Linked DNA regions of Sus scrofa: region 2 is linked to region 1. Evidence: chromatin contacts called from public HiChIP or PLAC-seq data. All regions are on one chromosome and are shown on one strand. Each heading gives the region's core, a stretch centred on a gene start, on an enhancer-like site or on the middle of the called end of the contact. The rest is flanking DNA. Distances are from core to core; before and after follow the strand shown. Region 1 overlaps RBM20 (RNA-binding protein 20). Region 2 overlaps PDCD4 (programmed cell death protein 4).

Evidence for each region. HiChIP or PLAC-seq counts read pairs in DNA pulled down with a chosen protein or histone mark.
Region 2: a contact with region 1 is called in an H3K27ac HiChIP or PLAC-seq map of skeletal muscle. The contact joins two enhancer-like sites. A contact is called at or near these places in 6 of 47 Hi-C or Micro-C datasets (adipocytes, embryonic fibroblasts, mesenchymal stem cells and 3 more) and 1 of 2 datasets of contacts at active chromatin or transcription factors (skeletal muscle).

Annotation. Positions count from the first base shown.
Region 1 is chr14:121,164,188-121,171,047 of Sscrofa11.1, reverse strand. The region is part of intron 1 of RBM20 (RNA-binding protein 20); the gene reads right to left. Among named protein-coding and RNA genes, the nearest start is that of PDCD4, 100 kb to the left of the region's middle. Within about 2 kb of position 2,562, at least 13 of the 83 cell types and tissues checked have an H3K27ac peak or open chromatin away from gene starts, as enhancers often do. A contact at or near this core is called in skeletal muscle, where this site is marked.
Region 2 is chr14:121,290,797-121,297,656 of Sscrofa11.1, reverse strand. All of the region lies in intron 1 of PDCD4 (programmed cell death protein 4), which reads right to left. Among named protein-coding and RNA genes, the nearest start is that of PDCD4, 22 kb to the right of the region's middle. Within about 2 kb of position 2,661, at least 44 of the 83 cell types and tissues checked have an H3K27ac peak or open chromatin away from gene starts, as enhancers often do. A contact at or near this core is called in skeletal muscle, where this site is marked.

The sequences.
Region 1 (6,860 bases), core at 1,313-3,812:
TAAAAAAGAATAAAATACTGCCATTTGCAGCAACATCGATGGACCTAGAGTTTATCATACTGAGTAAAGTCAGCCAGACAGAGGAAAACAGACATATCACTTAAATATGGCATCTAAAAAATAATACAAATGAATGTATTTGCAAAACAGAAACAGACTCACAGACATAGAAAACAAACTTATGGTTACCAAGGGGAAAAACGAGGAGGGAGAAGGACAAATTAGGAGTATGGGATTAATAGATACACACCACTATATACAAAATAGATAAACAACAAGGATTTACTATATAGCACAGGGAACAATATTCGATAACCTGAAATGATCTATCTATAATGAAAGAGAATCTAACATATATTTATACAATTGAATTATATATATGTATATATATAACAATCATTTAGCGGTACATCTAAAACTAACAATATTATAAATCAAATATACTTCAATAAAAAAAAAAACTGAAGCTAAAAAGATATAAATAATTACGCCGGGGCACACAGCTAGTGAGTATGACTGTACGAACTGATTTTAAGGAGTTCCTGCTGTGGCACAATAGGACCGGGTGCATCTCTGCTGTGCTGGGACACAGGTTCCATCCCTGACCCAGCACAGTGGGTTAAGGATCTGGCATTTTTGCAGCTGTGGTATAGGCTGCATTCAGTCCCTGGCCTGGGAACTCCATATGCCGCAGGGCAACCAAAAAAAGAAAGAAAAAAGAGTTGATTTTAAGAGTCCAGTTTTTTACTGCCATTTTAGGAGTTAACAGAAAGCTAGCCCCCTACATCTCCACATCTAGCCCAAGTCCAAGGCATTCTCTTTGATGCCTTCTCTGAATGATCCATGCCTCAGGAGCCCTGGTTTCCAGAATCGCCTATGGTACACAGCCTAGCACAAAAGCATCACTGCTCCATGTAACTCTTTGGCAGTTTCACACACGCTGGTGTGGGGGCTCCACAACTAGACACCGTGAGCTCTCTGAGGTCAGGACCCGCCACACAGCCTTCCCACGGGGCTTACTGGCTCCACTGGTGTGGCAGACACTGACAAGCAACTGGATACTATTCATATTTTTCAAAGTTTTGAATTGCATTTTAATAGAAAAGTTCCCACGATCTTTGGTCAGCAAAATATCACAGTCTCCTTTTGCCAATGGTTCAATTTCAGGAAGTGTCTTTTTGCCACAGACCAACTAAGCCCATGGCTACCTATTGTTTTCTTATTGGTGGTGGGGGGGTTAACACCACTTTCTCCAGTTATTCATAAGAGAAAGTTTCATTTCTCTACTTCAAACACTGTGTGAACATCAGAGGTTGCATTTTTATAGAGCAAGCCAATAAATAAAAACATATGAAATAATGGCTTAGTGTTTAAACACAGAAACTTCAAAATGAGTTTTATTACTTCACTTGAAAAGGTTTTGTTTTGTTTTGTTTTTTCTCTTTTTACTCTATTTAGGAATTGGCAAGGAAAACCTAGGTAAAAGGTCAAGGCCCACATGTTAACCTTGGGTGTATCTCTTACTTAGGATCTCAGGCTTGCCCTTCACCCGTTGGAGTTAGTTTTATCCACAAAATGGGACTAAAAGTGCCTTCCTGGAAGCCTTGGAGGAGTATTTTAAGATACTATTATTACTCTAAACCAGAAAGTGCTTAGGAAAAGGCAGAGTCCTGAATGGAGGAGGCATCTAGACCACGACCTGAGTCCAGAAGGGAAGAAGGGAGGTGACGGCACCTCCATGTCCCTGGCTCCAGCTCCTCTGCACAGCTGGTCAGCTGGTCTAGCAGGTGCTCTGAATTGGCCTGGGGCACTGCAGAAGTGGCTGGTGGATCTGAGGGGGGAGGAAAAGATGCTACTCTGGCAGAACAACAACAAAAATTATTTTTAAATTAAGGCTCAACTCTCTTTTCTCAAACAATAATGCAAATACCAGTAATACACAAGCAGGTGGAGGTTATTTATAGAGAGGATTCTTTTTTCACTTTCTATTCTGAAATAATTATAGACTCACAAGAAGTTGCAAAAATAGCACAGAGAGGTCTATGTCCCTATTACTCAGCTTCCCCCAATGGCAACATCTTATGTAACTATCTTACATTCTCAAAACCAGGACCTGACATTGGCACAGAACTCTGAGCTAGGCTACCGATCTCAATCAGATGTCATCAGTTTGTGCATACACTGTTGCTTTTAAGTTTACAAACTAAAATGGTGGAGGAGAGAGAAAGCACTGGTACAGAACAGTTTGCCAAACTGTAATGAAATCAACACAATGCAATTTTGATAGGGAGCACATGAGTATGCAAACATTACTTTATTACAATATTTCTTCCTGTTGGGTCCATTGTAATCAAATGATATTTGCAGTAATTCATGTGTTTACATTTGTAGAATCTCCCATCCAGGGGGTGAAAGGCTTCATGGACCTTTGTTCCCATAGCAGTTCTATAAGAATAACAAAGAGCTGGTGGTGTTTTCTTTTCCAGAGGGGGAAGCCATCGCCCATGAGGGTCCTCAAACCAGGCCTCCTCTGTGATCAGCCGCCCAGCCCTGATCCACCCATGCAATATCACAGGAGTCCCTCAGCTTTAAGGGCATGTCCAGGTGGAATTTGGTGCTGACCTTGAACTACTCCAGGTTGACTTAGCAATGCTGCCATCTGGTGGTCAAAGAACTAAGAAAATCAGTGATAATTAGTTCTTTGTGGACCATCAGTTAGTTACATACTCAATTTTTACAAGGGAAGCTCTCCTTAAGGCACTGAATATTCTAATAAGGAATGTTTTGTAATGAAAATTATGACTCTGCTGTAGATTAACTATGACCACAAATTTCTTTGAAGCCTTTCCATGAAGAGGTGGAGTCTATCTCTTGAATCTGGGCTGGGCTGGTGATTTGCTTTGGAACATGATGCACAGGAAGTGATGCTGTTTAACTTTCAAGCCTCTGCTTCAAGAGGCCTCAGAGCTTCCCACTTTCCCCTGCTGGAACACTGCCACTTTTTAAACAAGCCCGGACTAGCCTTTAGAACAAGCCAAGGCTAGCCTCCTTGAGGATGGGACTCCACACAAAGAGACAGAGGATCAGCTGTCTAAGCCATTTCTTCTAAGGCCCTAGGTGCATCAGTGAGGCCATCCAAGACCAGGCAGTCCCAGCTGAACCACTACCTGGTGTGGTGATGAATGTGCCCAGGCAAGACTGGCTGAAGCCAACTCAATCATAAGAAACACTAAATTGTTGTTTTAAGCCACCAAATTCAGAGATGCCTGTAAAACAGTAGTAGATAACTAACACACACCCTCAAATTTATGTGGTATTTTTTGGCTACACCCGAGGCATGTGGAAGTTCTTAGGCCAGGGATCAAACCCACGCCACAGCAGTGACCTGAGCCGCTGCTGTTGACAATGCTGGATCCTTAACCCACTGAGCCACAAGGGAATACCTCAAATTCCTGTTTTAAAAATATGTATTCTGAACCATAACTTTAAGATTTAATACTACTATTTTAAATTGAGAAAGGCATCATACATCAATATTTCCATGTGATAAGTCCTAACCATGATACAAATTTTGAATGTTGCATACTTTGCTTTTCTTATGCATTTTCAGACCCTGCCATGTGTTATCATTCATTCATTCATTCATTCATCATACATTAACTGAACGTGTCACCAGTAATAGCTACTAGGGAGGCACTAAATACTTGGCAGTGAATTAGACATGATGCCTACCCTTAAGAAGGTCACGGCTACTGGAGAAGACTCATGGGCAAATGCATCATAACAACACTGTGGAATTATGTTAGGTTAGAACAGAGGAGTAACTCCCTTGGTGTTAGCAGTAGGGGTGGTAGGATGGATATATTAGTCAGGACCCAATTAGGAAAAGAGAAACCACTCCAAGTATTTAGAACTACGAGAAAGTAATCCAGGACATTTTTTATGATTTTTATTTTTTCCTTTATAGTTGATTTATAGTGTCAGAGAATTTGCTATACAGGTGAGAAGGCAGACAAAAGTCCATGAGACGGGAGCGGGTAGGTAGAGGCCTGGAAGATAGTCAGTCACTGCCAAAGATGTCACCAGCCACAGAGAAGGAGGGGCAGAAATTCCCTGGTATCTCCCTTCCTCCACCCTCCAATCTCCTACCAGTGCCGGGCACTGGTCAAAGCCAGCAGCAGAAGCCAAGAAAATGCTGCCTGCAGGGATCACAGCCTGTGATATGGAGCACAGCACCGGAAAAACAAGGAAAGAATAACAGCAAACAGCCTCAAGATTTGCCACGTGGGGTGCTGTGGGCTAGAAAGGCTTTGCAACTGAGCAGATGATCAGATTATTTCATGCCATCCATTCATTCTCTGCCTGCCTCTCCCTGACCCCAGTGCAGTACTGGGGTCTTAGACAACCTTTCATCCTGGTGCAACTCTAGCTCGCCATTAAAGATAGGTAAAGGCCATCACAGCAGAGGTGACATGATTCTTTTTGTACTACACAGGCCCTTGTCAAAAGAGAATCTCAACGAACATTTAAATATGAAGCATTAAACCATTTGAGATAAAGGACAGAGTGCTTGGCTGAGTCAGGGTTGCAGCCAGAGGAGGAAGTTCCCATTGTGGCTCATTGGGTTAAGAACCAGAGCAGTATCCATGAGGATGTAGGTTTGATTCCTGGCCTCACTCAGTAAGTTAAGGATCGGGCATTGCCGAGAGGTGTGGCTTAGGTCACAGATGTGGTTTGGACCTGGTGTTGCCGTGGCTGTGGTATAGGCCAGCAGTTGCACCCTAAAAAGAAAAAGAAAAAGAGGAGCTCCTGTCATGGTGCAGTGGAAACAAATCCAACTAGGAACCATGAGGTTTTGGGTTCGATCCCTGGCCTCGCTCAGTGGGTTTAGGATCCGAGAGCTGTGGTGTAGGTTGCAGACGCAGCTGGGATCCTGCATTGCTGTGGCTGTGGTGTAGGCCAGCAGCTATAGCTCCAATTTGACCCCTAGCCCGGAAACCTCCATATGCCATGGGTGCAGCCCTAAAAAGCCAAAAAAAAAAAAAAAGAAAAAAAAAAAAGAAAAAGAAAAAAATACCTGGAAAAGAACCTGAGCCCCTCCACAGCCCGTCAACTTTCGAGATTGGGGAGACACTGTGGCCTCATGGTGGACAGCGGCTAGCAGGGCTGTGAGTTCAAGTCCTAGCTCCACTGCTTACTATTCACGACCTGCAGCAGCAAGTTGTTCTCCCTCATAGCCTTTGTTTTCTTGTCTGTAAAATGGGGTAATAATTCCTAACTTACAGTGAGGATGAAGTTAATCCCCTGAGCACCTGTCAGATGATCTGAGTCTGTGGCTTTTAGAGTCTGGTCCCTGGACCAGGAGCATCAGTATCACCTGGGAACTTGTTAGAACTGAAACTTCTGGGGCTCCACCCATGACTTACTCAATCAGAAACTTGGGTAAGCCCAGCGGTCTCTGTTTGAATACACCCTCTAGGGATTCTGATACCTGTTAGCTGAACATAATGATCTGGCTGAACATAATGGGCCCTCTACACAGTACCTGTTACTGTTATTTAACAGCTTTAAGAGATGATTTTGGAAAAGGCAGAGCTTCATGTACCACGAACTGTGGGAGTCATGTAGGAGGAGCTGGAACGTGAGGACACCCAAGGCTCTGAACTCTAGCACCAACTGTGAGCAGTATGGGGACTCCCCCTGCCACCCCACAGACCCTGCTGTCCAGATAACCTCAGAGCCACCCCTCCCAGGCCCCAGCTATAACAGGCCTGCCCAGGGCTGCTACTGATTCTATCTGCTCAAGATGAGATGAACTTCCATAGCCCAGAGGATGCTGAGAACACCTCAAATAGGGAGGGGGGAGGAGGGACAGAGAGACTTTCCAAGGGAGGGAGAAGATACGAACGAAAGGAAGGAATATTCAGCTCTAATAAAGCAGAAGAAGATCTGAGCAGAGAAACGTCTCAGCCCAGAGATTTGGGGGTAAGAATGTTATTTTTTTTTTTTTTCCAAGGGAGGGAGAAGATACGAACGAAAGGAAGGAATATTCAGCTCTAATAAAGCAGAAGAAGATCTGAGCAGAGAAACGTCTCAGCCCAGAGATTTGGGGGTAAGAATGTTATTTTTTTTTTTTTGCTATTTCTTTGGGCCGCTCCCGCGGCATATGGAGGTTCCCAGGCTAGGGGTCTAATCGGAGCTGTAGCCGCCGGCCTACGCCAGAGCCACAGCAACGCAGGATCCGAGCCACGTCTGCAACCTACACCACAGCTCACGGCAACGCCGGATCCTTAACCCACTGAGCAAGGGCAGGGACCGAACCCGCAACCTCATGGTTCCTAGTCGGGTTCGTTAACCACTGCGCCACGACGGGAACTCCCAAGAATGTTATTAGAAGAGGAAGACAGGAAGAAGTAGCCCAAGAGGTTCGCGGTACCCAAAGAAAGGACAAAAGGGTGATGTGGCTCGGCGGAAGACGAAACAGAAACCGCATCTCAGGAGTTAAAGGAAACAACGTTGTATTCCTTGATGGCCCCTTCCTTGCAGGTCTTGTGTTAGGAGGATCTTGTTTTCCCAGGAGAGCACCATATTTGTTTCCTAACAGGTACAGCCTGATTCCATCAACTACAAGGGACGTTCATGGGTGCTCAGACAGTTCCGCTGCCACTAGATGGGGGTATTTTGCTGAACTGGGTGGGCGACATGTAGAAAAATGGGTCTATTTTGAGATATTGTGCAGTCACCATTTCAGCGTGCCCAGGAGTAACAAAGACGAGAAGGCAGAGGGTTTGTCATCGAGCAACTGCTTACACTGACAGATCCAAGAACAGAGAGGGTGTAAAGGAAGGATGCTGGCTGGT
Region 2 (6,860 bases), core at 1,412-3,911, 130 kb before region 1:
ACAAAAGACAAAAAAAAAAAAAAAAAAACCTCTTGAACTATTTCAGAGAGGAAGCAGTATATGCTGTCTCTCAAAATATGCTCCACAGATACTCCACCACAAAAGGGGTCTAAGGATGAAGAAACTTGGAGAAAACCCCTGAACTTCTCCCCTGTTGCAGGATCGTAATAAACAATGGTGTTTTAAAGGTTCTGAGAAATCCTAGCATAAGTAAACTCCTTTAATGGTATTTAACCCAATGTTTCCTGACCTTGCTTGACCATGGCAGTGTTTTCATAATATCCATTCACATCTTATGAAATGCACACTGGAAAGCAGTGATTTAGTACAGTGGGACCTAGGCTAGAAGGTAAGAGGCCTGGATTCCAATCCTAGTTCTGCTACTAATTGGATATGTGACCTTAGGCCATTTGACTGCTCTAAAAGTATAAAACTTAAAAGATCTCCCAGATTTTTCCTGGGCCTGTGCTCTGTCCATTATGATGTCTTACATTCTGCTTATAGCCATTTTCTACAATCATACAGATTTTCATCCAGCAGGCTGTACAGTACCTGCTATCCTTATAAGCCACAGTCTCTTAAGAATCCTTTGGAGAGATAAAGTAACTATCTAAACACTAGAACAAGATGGAACCACACTGCAAAGAGGGGGTGCCTTTATCGCTTTAATGAGTGCATGTGGGAAGCTCAAAGCCATAGACCTTAGTAAACACCACAGCAGCAAACAGGAGACCATGTGCATTTCATGGGGCTTTTTTTTTTTTAGAAACTGCACATCCCCTTTGAAGCCAGCAAGGTTTTACCAACCATTATCCATGACCTTAAAAACCTATGTCACTTTTCAAAGGACCAAAGTTATTCCCACAGGTATTCTTATCCTCTGGGAGAATCCCCTATCTCAGAGAAAAGGACTGCTGACTCGAGCTCACTTTCAAAGGTGTTTGAGTCAGTAACAGCCTGATGGCAAGCTTTCCCAGGGGCGACTAGAGGCCTGGGAACACTAAGTACCACCTATGAAGGTCTCGGGCTCTTGCACAATCAATAGGGAATTAGCCCAGGGTGACACGTTAAGACTGCATATGCTTTCCGCATCTGAGGCACAGGAAACTCTATAAAAATTTTGCAAGCATAACATAGGGAAGGGCCATAAAAAGCCCAGGCCTTGGGCTGCAGGGAACAGGGCCAGAGATAAGTTGGAACTTGTTCTACAGAAGGGCTTTCCCCAGCCACCACCATGGCAATGTATGTGTCCTTATATCCAGGTGGGGCCACATGTCCAGACAGGTTGTGCTGTGCAGCAGCTTCTTGCCTGATGTAGGGAATATTCAAAAAAAAAAAAAAATCAATCTCATCACCTCTTTACGGCTTGGTGCTCCATGAAATTTAAACAGTTTAGCAAAGCATATGCACATCTTCCCAGCTGGGAGCACACTGCCTTGTCTTGGAGAGGTTGGGATCAACAAATGGAGAACTATACAGCTATATAAAAGAACAGGGACAATCTCTATGTGCTCCAGTGGAAAATTCTCCAAGATTACATTAAGTACAGAGTAGTGTTAATATATGCTGCTTTATTTTATAAGAAAGAGGGAGAAATAAGAATATTTATTGACTTATTTACATTTGCATAAAGAATACTGAAAGGATACATAAGAAATGAATATAACTGTTTACATCTATAAGGGCAGAGGGGAGATGGGCCCAGGATGGGAGCAAGATTTCTCAGCATATTCCTGTTTATGCTCCTTTAATTTTTGGACATAGTAAAAAGCTTAACAGCAGAGCTGAGTTTGAATACTGGCTCTTGTGTTTCCTAGTTTTGAGCAAGTTACCTCATCTTCTGTGACCCTTAGTTACCTCACCTGTAAAATCACCTGGATCATTACAGTACCTACTTCATTAGGGCTGCTGTTCAAAAAATTAATGTTTGTCAAGTTCTCAGCAGGATGCCTGACATATTGTAAGTACCTAACTAATAATAATACTTTGGTTGCTGTTGATATTATTTTTACTTATTGAATTCTGACTGATCCTTCAGACTTGGATAAAATACACCTCCTGTGGGAAGTTTTGCCCTGGCCAGGGCAGAGTGAAGCATGTCTTTCTCCATCACTCTTATGATCAGTCTGTCTGGTTTCATGCTGGTCTCCCAGGCTCAGCTTGATTTTCACATTGGCAGGACTGTGACAAGCGCCTGCTCCAGGCTGAAACTGCGGGCAAAATCCACACCACTGAATGCACCAAGAAAATGCAGATGAGGAAATTATCTCAAAACGGTTCTGTACGAATGATGTTCATGGCAACAGGCAAAAGTAAATTCAAGTGATCCCGGGAGAAAACATCTTCATCTTAGGTCTTGGAAGAACCAAGCAGAGTGGATAAAACACATGACCCAATTGTGTGCTCTGTGCAAGAGACTCATGTGGGCTCCTGAGGGGCCAAAACCCTGCTCCTGCCTCAGGCAGAGAGCGGGTGCTTGTTGATAAATGTTTGGTCAAAGAATAAAGGAACAAATACAATTTCAATTTTCTGAACATGAGGCTGTCACTTCCTGGTGTCTCCCAGCAGCTGCCAGCTTGTCATTGGCTGGATCTGCAGGGAGTTGCTCAGGAGAATAAAAGTGCAACCAGCAGCCTTCAGCGCTTGCAGCTGAAGCCTGGCTTTGCTGAGAACGTGCCAAGGAGGGGAACTGTGGCAATTTGCAGGGGCCTCCAGGAACGGCAGGAAGCCGGAGCCCTCCCGGGAGCCCAGGCACGCTGGATCCAGGCAGAACGTGCAGAGGAACTCTCCAGCTGTCCCAGGAACACGCTGACCCAATGCGCTGGGGCAGGGTTGATATTTCTGCCTCAGCACAGGGGCCAGGCCCAGCAGCCCCTGAGCTATTTCTGCTCTCACTGAGCCTGCTTCACTGGGGAGAGGACAGTGCAGAGGAAGTGCTGAGAAAAATAAAACCAGAGTGCAGAGGTGCTGTGCAGGAAGTTGTGGGTCTGAGAGCCAGAGCAGAGCACAGGTATTCAGGTGACACACCACAAGAAGGCTGCATGATAAGCAGACGGGGCAACAAAACCCTGACTTGATTTGCATCTGGGTGTTTCTTCTTTCAGGACTCAGGTCAACAACACCTACTGTTGTCAGGCAAATCAGGGCCTGGGGCTGGCCTCTGCCCCTAACCAAATGGCTGAGCTTAGACAAGTGGCCTCTCTGAGCCTCATTTTCCTTGTCTGAGAGCCTTTGGGAGACCTAAGCTGAAAACATATACTAAAAGATTAAGCATTAACACAATAAACATGTTACCTTCCTTTGCTATTGAGCAGTATTGAAAGGGAAACATAAGATCTCCAGGAAGAAGATGAACTCTTGCTATAGAAATAACACACACACCACACACACAACACACACACACACCACACACACACACATACCACATACATACACACCATGCACAACTATACACACCATAAACGTATACCATATCCATGCACAGTACACACAACACATATACACCACACATACCTATACAAACCATGTACACATACCACACACATACACACCACACACACACCTATATATACACCATAACATATACCATACACATGCACACTACACACACACACACACACCACACACACCTATACAAACCATGTACACATACCACACACCTACATACCACACACATACTCCTGCTAAGCTGAAAGCATTTATAAATCAACAACTCTAAATTTCACAGCTCTTCCACCGGCTGCTCCCTAATTGGAAACAGGCTGTGGTCCCCCCAACTGTTTCTGGGGCAGAGTTCCTCTAAATGTGGGTCTACTCATGGTGATTTCGTTTCCTTTTCTCTGTCAACAGTCATTTGACACCACTGCCCAGGTGTTCTCCACAGCTCTATCCTTTTATTAGTTCATAAACCCGGGAACCGAGGGGATGCTTAGAAAATTCAGAGACTCCACAATTTACTGAGTGACTCCTGTGTGCCTGAGGCTGCTTTGTGGTGTCTGATCCTCACCATGGTGCTCACAGAGCCCATGAGAAAAATTGAGGCTCAGAAAGATTTTTAAAATTGCTCAAGGCCCTTCTAGCAGTAAGGGGCAGGATTTGAACCCAAGGACCTATTAATCTGAGCTGTTTCCACTGCCTACTGTAGCCTGGCAACACAGAACCCAACTGGCGCCCTTGAGGTGTTCCTACTCCACGACCCTCAATACCACCCACACTGCTTCTCTCCTAAGTTTCTACTTGAGTTCCTCTTGGCCAAAGCTCCCTCTCCTCCCCTCTGCCCTCTTCCCTCTTGGGAGCTACAGGCTTTGCCTTCTTGGAGCAGAGCCCTGCGGGCAGAAGGCTGGAGGCCTCTACTTCCCTTGCTCCCATCAGCATGGCCAATGCAAACTTCTCACTGGAAAACACTGTGCCCTCTGGACAAAGGCTCTGTGTGATGTTCTCATACCTGTCTGACGGGTCTTCTGTGAAAAGACCCATCTGGGATAGCTGAGCTGCCAGGCCTGGGAAAGGCAGAGCTCATAAACAGCTTTCCCAATCACACAGCTCAGCCCGGACCAGAGCCAGGTGTGGCCCGCCTCAGTCCCTAAACCCTCCCTGGCCTTGGTCAGCCAAAGCCTTTTTCTGGGAAACCAGCAGGACTGCTGGATTTTCAAGGGCTGGGGCTGGGGCCCCTTTCCCAGCAGAAAATGAGTTTTGTTTTTTGTTTTGTTTTGTTTTTATGGCTGCGTCCTGCACCATATGGAAGTTCCCAGGCCAAGGATTGAATCCAAGCCACAGCTGCAAACTATGCCACAGCTGCAGCAACACTGGATCCTTAACCCAGTGAGTGGCTGCACTGAGCTGAAGCCACTGCAGTTGGACTCTTAACCCACTGTGCCATGGCAGAAACTCAAGAATTGAGTTTTAGAGTCAGGCAGATCCATATGTAGAGCCCAGCTCTGTCACCTTCTCCCTGTCTGATTTCGGGAAAGTGGCTTCTGCTGCTCTCTCAGCTCTAAATGAAACAAACAATGCACTGTCCCTGGCCCAGTGCTTGGGTCTCAGACTCCCTGTCTCTGAAAAGTAAGAGAAGGGCTGATTCACAGGACCCTGAGGTTTCTGTCTAAAATGCTGTCTCTCAGGCTGGGTTGAAGGTGACCTTCCTGCTCATGGAACAGTGGGGAATTCGATGTCTTGTCTCTCTCGAGGTGAAAGCCTGTGGAAGAGTTTTCGGTTTAATTCAACAATTTTTCCTGAGCACCGCACAACACCCTGTACATTTTAGGACTCGGGGTACAAAGATAAGCAAAGGTCCTCCCCTTAAGGAGCTCACAGACTAGACTAGTAGGAGTGATAAGACCCATAAAAATAAGCATAATATGCCATGGAAAGTGATAAGTGTACTAGGAGGGGTACAGATAAAAGACTGTAAAGCCTGAGCACAGAAAGAGGGCAATTCTAGGCTGGAACAGAGATAAAGCTGTGGTCAGTCCATGAAGGGTCTTGAAAGATAGTTAGGACTTTATGGGCCTAGACTGTTGGAAGCTATGGAAGGCGTTGACTAGGGCAGGGGCCAGATCAGAGCCACAGAGCCTTTTGTTAGTCCTTTACCACCTGGAGCAAACACACTATGGAATTTTTAAAAGAGAAAGACTCAGCTTCCACCATTTTTACAAGGGCTTTATTCCCTGAATGAAATAAATAGTTCAGGATTTGCATAAATGTGCAGGGGTCAAAACCTGCCCTTGGTTCCTGGTCTTGAGTGTTCAGTACCCAGATTCCCCCAGCCCCCTTCTCTGTGTCCTCTTACTCAGCCACCTCCCTGCATGAAAGACGTGAGAATGAGGCACGTGGGGCAGGAGGCCAGCACCCAGCTCAGGAAAGTGATCCTGGCTCAACAGACAGCGTGTCCTGGGGCCTTTGCTGCCCTGCCAGCTTGCCTTGGCTCAGCTCACAGCCTTCTGGGAAGGAGTTGGCCTGTTGAGGAAAGGATGTGTCAGTGAGCAGCACTTGGCTTCAGTTGCCCAAGAAGTGTGTGTGTGTGTCTGTGTGTGTGTGTGTGTGTGTGTGTGTGTGTAGGACTACGTGTTTTGCAGCTGATTTCAATCTGGGTCAGAACTGTGCAACCCTCAGCACATCACTATCTAGAGACGATAAGCTGGAACAATCCCCTCCAGGACCGAGCAGCGATCAACTAGCCCTCAAAATGTAAACACAGCTGTTTGCCAGGCTCTGATTTCTCATGATGAAGGGGCTTGCTTCATAGCAAAAGGGATCCAGGAGAATGAGGGGTTTGGTAAAACCTCCCAGAGAGGCAGGGGTCTGCAGCTGCCCTACTTTTCTGCAGGAAATACAGAAGAGGCAGAATGAAGAGAAGATGAATTCTGCCCTAGCCTAGCTCCTGCCACTTGGCTCATCAAAAAAGCACATATAAGGCTGGGCCTGATGCCCAGGTGTCTTAGTGCTTGTTCTACCACTCAGCTACCACAGTGACTTCGACCGAGTCCCCTTATCTCAGTGGCATGTATATCCTCATCTATGAAGTGGGACTAATGCTTTCAACAATGTGAAAATCAGGAAGAAACTCCCAAAGGCTTCTGAATAATCCACCTGTTAGTCTATCTCATATTCATTACTCAAAGAAAAGCTCTCTTGCTCTTCTCCCAGAGCCCATGTTTTCTTGGTTTACATATCATAAGAATAGGCTTGGTTTTCTGGCTTCCTGGCCTACCACAGATGACAAACAATTGATTAGCAGGGAGTTGGTCTGCTAGAGATAGGCAGACAGAACACAAAAGGCAACCAAGAGAGCCAGGAAGGAGAAAGAAAAACTGTTGGGCAGAAACAGGATCTTTAAAAGCAACAAGCCATGTAGTACTAGG